Regions from separate parts of the Triticum aestivum genome. Here region 1 is linked to region 2. The links are chromatin contacts, called in public Hi-C maps. All regions are on one chromosome and are shown on one strand. Each heading gives the region's core, a stretch centred on a gene start, on an enhancer-like site or on the middle of the called end of the contact. The rest is flanking DNA. Distances are from core to core; before and after follow the strand shown. Region 1 holds the start of LOC123123922 (probable cytokinin riboside 5'-monophosphate phosphoribohydrolase LOGL5). Region 2 overlaps LOC123123921 (protein EXPORTIN 1A).

Evidence for each region. Hi-C and Micro-C count contacts between places; a contact is called where the count stands out from the background.
Region 1: a Hi-C map of leaf shows a contact between it and region 2, with 4 times the contacts expected there. The contact joins the promoter of LOC123123922 here to the enhancer-like site in region 2. A contact is called at or near these places in 3 of 5 Hi-C or Micro-C datasets (all in leaf) and 1 of 1 datasets of contacts at active chromatin or transcription factors (leaf).

The regions. Positions count from the first base shown.
Region 1 is chr5D:562,250,532-562,253,231 of IWGSC CS RefSeq v2.1, reverse strand. It overlaps LOC123123922 (probable cytokinin riboside 5'-monophosphate phosphoribohydrolase LOGL5), which reads left to right and starts at 1,257. Exons shown (of 1, transcript XM_044544577.1): 1 at 1,257-2,366. The coding sequence starts at 1,384. The coding sequence ends at 2,130.
Region 2 is chr5D:562,054,315-562,057,014 of IWGSC CS RefSeq v2.1, reverse strand. LOC123123921 (protein EXPORTIN 1A) reads right to left here. Exons shown (of 31, transcript XM_044544576.1): 28 at 2,670-2,700; 29 at 2,461-2,586; 30 at 2,279-2,383; 31 at 1,558-2,142. The coding sequence ends at 2,020. Among protein-coding and RNA genes, the nearest start is that of LOC123123921, 10 kb to the right of the region's middle. Within about 2 kb of position 1,309, at least 5 of the 8 cell types and tissues checked have an H3K27ac peak or open chromatin away from gene starts, as enhancers often do. A contact at or near this core is called in leaf, where this site is marked.

The DNA of each region.
Region 1 (2,700 bases), core at 8-2,507, 200 kb before region 2:
CCTAAAACGAAGATGGGGCCTTCTCACCGGCAAGGACTGGGATCTACCGCGCCTACATGGTCCTAAGGCCACAACAGACGAGGTAGATCGGCGGCGCCGGCGGCGGGCAGTAGAGAAACCCTAAACGTCTAGGAGCCTTTCTTTCTTTCCCGAGAAGAAAAGAAACACCAGCCCAACTTGTTGACACATATCATCGTAGTTTGGCATTCAGCAAAATGTTGGGCAGCGAACTTCTCACTTGTCAACATCCCACGTTGCTTGGTTTCGCCAAATGAACCAAGGAGAGAGATAGATGACAAGCATAGTGCGAGGAGGGAGAGGTGGGGGAGTTTCCGGCTAAACCGTTAACCATTGAAGGCGCTTCAACGAGTGGACGGTGACAAATTTTACAAAAAAATTAGAAGTTGTGGAGAAATGTATAGATAATAGTCGGCCCATGCCGAGGGTTTAATTAGTGAAAATGATGGGTCCACATGTGAACAGATGGAGTGGTACTGGCACAAGTGGACATGTGGGACCACCGGCGCCACCTCAGAGTCTTAAGTGCACTACATGTGTACACAGACGCATGTGTGTACGTACATTTATCCAGCACCCTCGTGTCCGTCCCTGGACCAAACAACGCTAGGTAGATATCTACAGATAAGAAGATGTATACTACTCCCTCCGTTCCAAAATTCTTGTCTTAAATTTGTCAAGATACGGATGTATCTAATACTAAAATGTGACTTGATACATCCATATTTGAACAAATCAAAGACAAGAATTTTGGAACGACGGGAATATAAGTCTTTGTAGAGCTTCCACTATGAACCACATACGGATGTATATAGATGCACTTTAAGTGTAGATTCATTCATTTTGCTTCGTATGTAGCCCGCCTAGCTAGTGAAATCTCTACAAAGACTTATATTTAGGAACAGAGGGAGTACTATTCCGTATCTCTTCATTCCCGCGTTGGTTGATGATTAACTATAAATAGATTAGTTGCTTTATGGCTTTGTTGATTTGCAAGTAGGAACATGTATAGCACATGAGATTGATTTAATCAAACTGGTTGACTCGGAAGAGAGAAGGTAGATCAAGCCACGAGAGGAGATCGCCCAGAATCTTCTGCAGCCAACAATAGCTAATACCCACAGCTTAATTAGCAACAAATTGTTAATCAATCAACTATATACATAGATAAAGATTCAGAGATAATTATTACATATAGTCCCTATCCAAGCAGCCAGGAGGAGGAGGAAGACCAAGACCAACGCAACGCAACTCAACAGTAGGCTATATATACGCGCCCACACCGGCCGGGCACCTCTCCTCCCCCATTCCGGCCGGCACATATACATTCTCTAGCACCGTCGATCGACCGAGAGAGAGACAGACATGGAGCAGCAGGAGGAGGCGCCGACGTCGACGCCCACGGTGGCGCTGGCCACGTCGCCCAAGCCGGCGCCGGCGAGCAACGGCCGCAAGAAGCTGCCGTCGCGGTTCCGGCGGGTGTGCGTGTTCTGCGGGAGCAGCCCGGGGAGGAAGCCGGCGTACCAGCTGGCCGCCGTGCAGCTCGGGCAGCAGCTGGTGGAGCGCGGCATCGACCTCGTGTACGGCGGCGGCAGCGTGGGGCTCATGGGCCTGGTGTCCCGCGCCGTGCACGGCGGCGGCGGGCGCGTCACGGGCGTCGTGCCGCGGTCGGTCCTCCCGCGGGAGCTCATCGGCGAGACGCCCGGCGGCGAGGAGGTGAAGGCCGTGTCCGGCATGCACCAGCGCAAGGCCGAGATGGCCCGCCGCGCCGACGCCTTCGTGGCGCTCCCCGGCGGCTACGGCACGCTGGAGGAGCTGCTGGAGGTGATCACCTGGGCGCAGCTCGGCATCCACGACAAGCCCGTGGGCCTGCTGAACGTGGAGGGGTACTACGACTCGCTGCTGGACTTCATCGACAGGGCGGTGGACGAGGGGTTCGTGTCGCCGGCGGCAAGGCGCATCATCGTGGCGGCGCCCACGCCCGCCGAGCTGCTGGCGGCGCTGGAGGAGTACGCGCCGGCGCACCACGACGCATCCGCCATCAAGCTCAGCTGGGAGTCGTCCGTGGACACCATGGCGTGCTCGCCGCCCAGGCCGGACATCTCGCGCTAGCCGGCCGGCGGCCGGATCAACTCACCGTCACAAACCACCAACCCAAGATTAGTTGACAAACACACACATACCAGACTCTAGATTATATATCCATTACCACCCAACCAAACATAGATATTCATCATCCGTATATACTCTGTAAATACTTTAGATATCTTGGATTAATCAATTAGATATCCATATCATTCTGTGGGCCGTATGGTTGAACGTATGCAAATACTTTATGTTCTTGTGCTTGTGCTTGGCTGACTTTCATTCTACTTGTGCTGTTTATGTATCTTCTGTTCCCATTTCTGGGGAGAGAAGCCCATTTCCATTTGGGGTTTGATATGATTCGGATCCACAGCAGCAGCAGCAGCAACATGATTGATTGATTGATTGCAATGCAAAAGGATAGATAGACTGATGAGAGGAGGATTGATGATGGATGTGGCGTCCCCAGCCATCGGAAAAGTTGGGAAGGGGACAAGTGAGGCCGATCCATTCATATCCATGTCCATCTGTCCTCTCTTTCCCTCTGCAATTTGCATCCTAGCTGCATGGGTGTGCGTGTGTGAGGTGGCCAATTCA
Region 2 (2,700 bases), core at 60-2,559:
GCTGATGTTATCCTGCACTGGTGCGATCGGGTGTGCGCTATGTGGTCGGATGGATTTGCATTTCAAATTAATCTTACTGACGGACTTTTAGGAGAATAGCGTACGATGGCTGGCTTGTCCTTTGTCCACGGATGGATGCGGTGTCCAATGTAAAGATCGGCGTTGGAGATGCCCGCCCTTAGTACTACCTGTTGATAGACTTTGGTACTCCATATTTATGCGTTCGATTGTCAGGTCCAGGCATGCCTGCCTGAATGCGTCGCCGTCACGTTTATTTGCATCCTCGGTCACATTCAGGTCAACACATGCGTACGTATGTGTATGTTTGCGACAGGCTGCTCAGCCAATCGCGGGCCAACACGTTGGTAGGCTCATGGTGACCGTATGTACGTGGTAGCATGTAGAGTCGGTGGTCTGCATCACCGGCCAATACGTACTTGATTCGTCAACGTGAAGTACATACGGTCCTTGTATCCGGATGAGAATCCGTATTGAGTTATGCACAAAGAAAGTAATGAAGACGGAGTGAACTGACATCTTCTTCCTCCACGGCCACATAACAGGAGACCGCAGATCGACAGCAGCGGCAGCAACGACTCGCTGGGAGTGCATGTGCCCGGCTGGCAACTCGGCAAACCTAAGGCCTGTTGGGAGTTCCACCAGCTCCATGAAATTTCAGGAGCTGTGGAGCCAGAAAATAGCTGCTCGGCAGTTTACAACTGCAACTTTACCAACTCCGGGAGTGAAGTTGTGAAGCGAAGGTGCTCCAAACAAAGCCCTAGTTAGCTATCTCGTATCTGATCACTACGCATAGATTCGATCTTAGATATGATTTACTATTTATTGACGTGTTTTTATGTGAACGTGCTTGTACTGAATGTGTGTAACCTATGAATGCAAAATTCAGACGAGTGCTCATTCTGTTTGTATCCTCTTCATGCTTCATTTTGAAGCAGCAAAATCAATCATTATCGAGAAAAAATAACTATCTCAGGCCCAGGTCCAGTCAACACCCACTAGAAAGATGGAGAGAGATGGTATTGCGACGTGGTCTCTTCTGCAGCAACGGGCGTAGCAAAGCCGCTCACTGCAACTGCACCGCTGCTTTATGGTGAATGGGACTTTCCCCACGCTACGCAGATGATAGATACATGTGAAAGTTGACTAGTCCACATAAAGACCAATTACAAACCGAGGAAAGAGACATGTTTGCTTTGCTCGTGAAAGTCGAGTCTAGACTGCACAGCACCCCTTCCGTCCGTCACCACAGCACAGCACAACCTACAAGGATAGAATATGCTGCTGCTACCACGTAGGATGACATCATTTTACTTGCGTCGCTCGCCCGCCAAGCTGTTGTATGTTGATGCAATATATGCGGATCAACACACAAGATACACAAATTTAAGCGCATCCCCTCGTCAAGAGAGGAGCTCCTTCCTAACTCCATAATTTATACACATCAAAAACAAAACCCCATAATTTGTAACAACTGGAACTAACAAACTTGATGATTTAAAGCACAAAAGCAAAACAGATAAAAGAAAGCTCACAAAATTCACAAGAAACATATTTCACATAACAAGAGTAACAAGCCCTAGGGAGGATTATAAGGTTTCCTACCAGCTCAGCCCAGACCAAATTCAGTCACTTGATACATCATCATCATCATAATACAGTCATCAAATCTATAGACTAAACTAACAATTAAGGATCAACATCCATACTATATCATGCTCAGCACACGCACAAAATGTTTCACCGAGCACTAAACACATCCATCTAACCAACCAAACAGCCCGCAAGGCTCACCCGAGCACCTCTTGCGGCAAAATTCTCCCCTATCATCAACTAGCACCACAAATCTTGGAATCGCCGAACCGGAAATAAAATTACAGCCTCCTTTCACCACCACCACCACCACCCTGGAAGAAAACTCAGGCTCCGGGACATGGAGGCCTCTGGAGGCCTAATCGACCATCAAACTGGATTAGCAATGCAGTGCACAATCACAGAGCACTATGAGTCTACCATCTCATCTTGCAATTCGCTTGGGGCAATCAGCCCTGGGATGGCAAGCATCCGTTGCCTTTCCTTTTCTCTTTGTACCGCAGCCTCTTCCGCATACAGATCCTTGTTATCCTAAATAAGCCAGCCACAGTTAAACCATCAGAAGAGGAGCTTGCACAAAGTAACTTGTTACCAAAGCATTATACGGTTTCCAGATAGCTCCATTATGGGGTTATCATCAATCTTATGAGGGCATAACAAAATTTACCTGGGCTGAGAACTCCTTTGATTGCACCAGGAAGTCCCTGATATGGTTTTTGAAGCTTGGGAGGTCATGTCTCGAACCAAGGAGCCCATCAACAAACTTGGTCACCTGCGCAAGAAAATTTTGCCAGGTTCATAATGGCACCAAGTCAATGACAGGATAGCTGTATATTAGGATCATCATACCTCAGCTGCCGTCATGTTAGGAAATGATGCTCCAAGAAGTTTGATTGTGTAGTCCCGTACAAACATGGCATTAGATGGATATGATACCGTGGATGCATCCCATAGAGGTTCAGTTAGACCATCAACCTACATATTATCAAACCTAATCAAACAGATGCACACATACAAACACTAGATGTCATGATATTAATCATGCACAGGAAACATACCACACAAAACAAGTGTTGTAGCACCAAAACA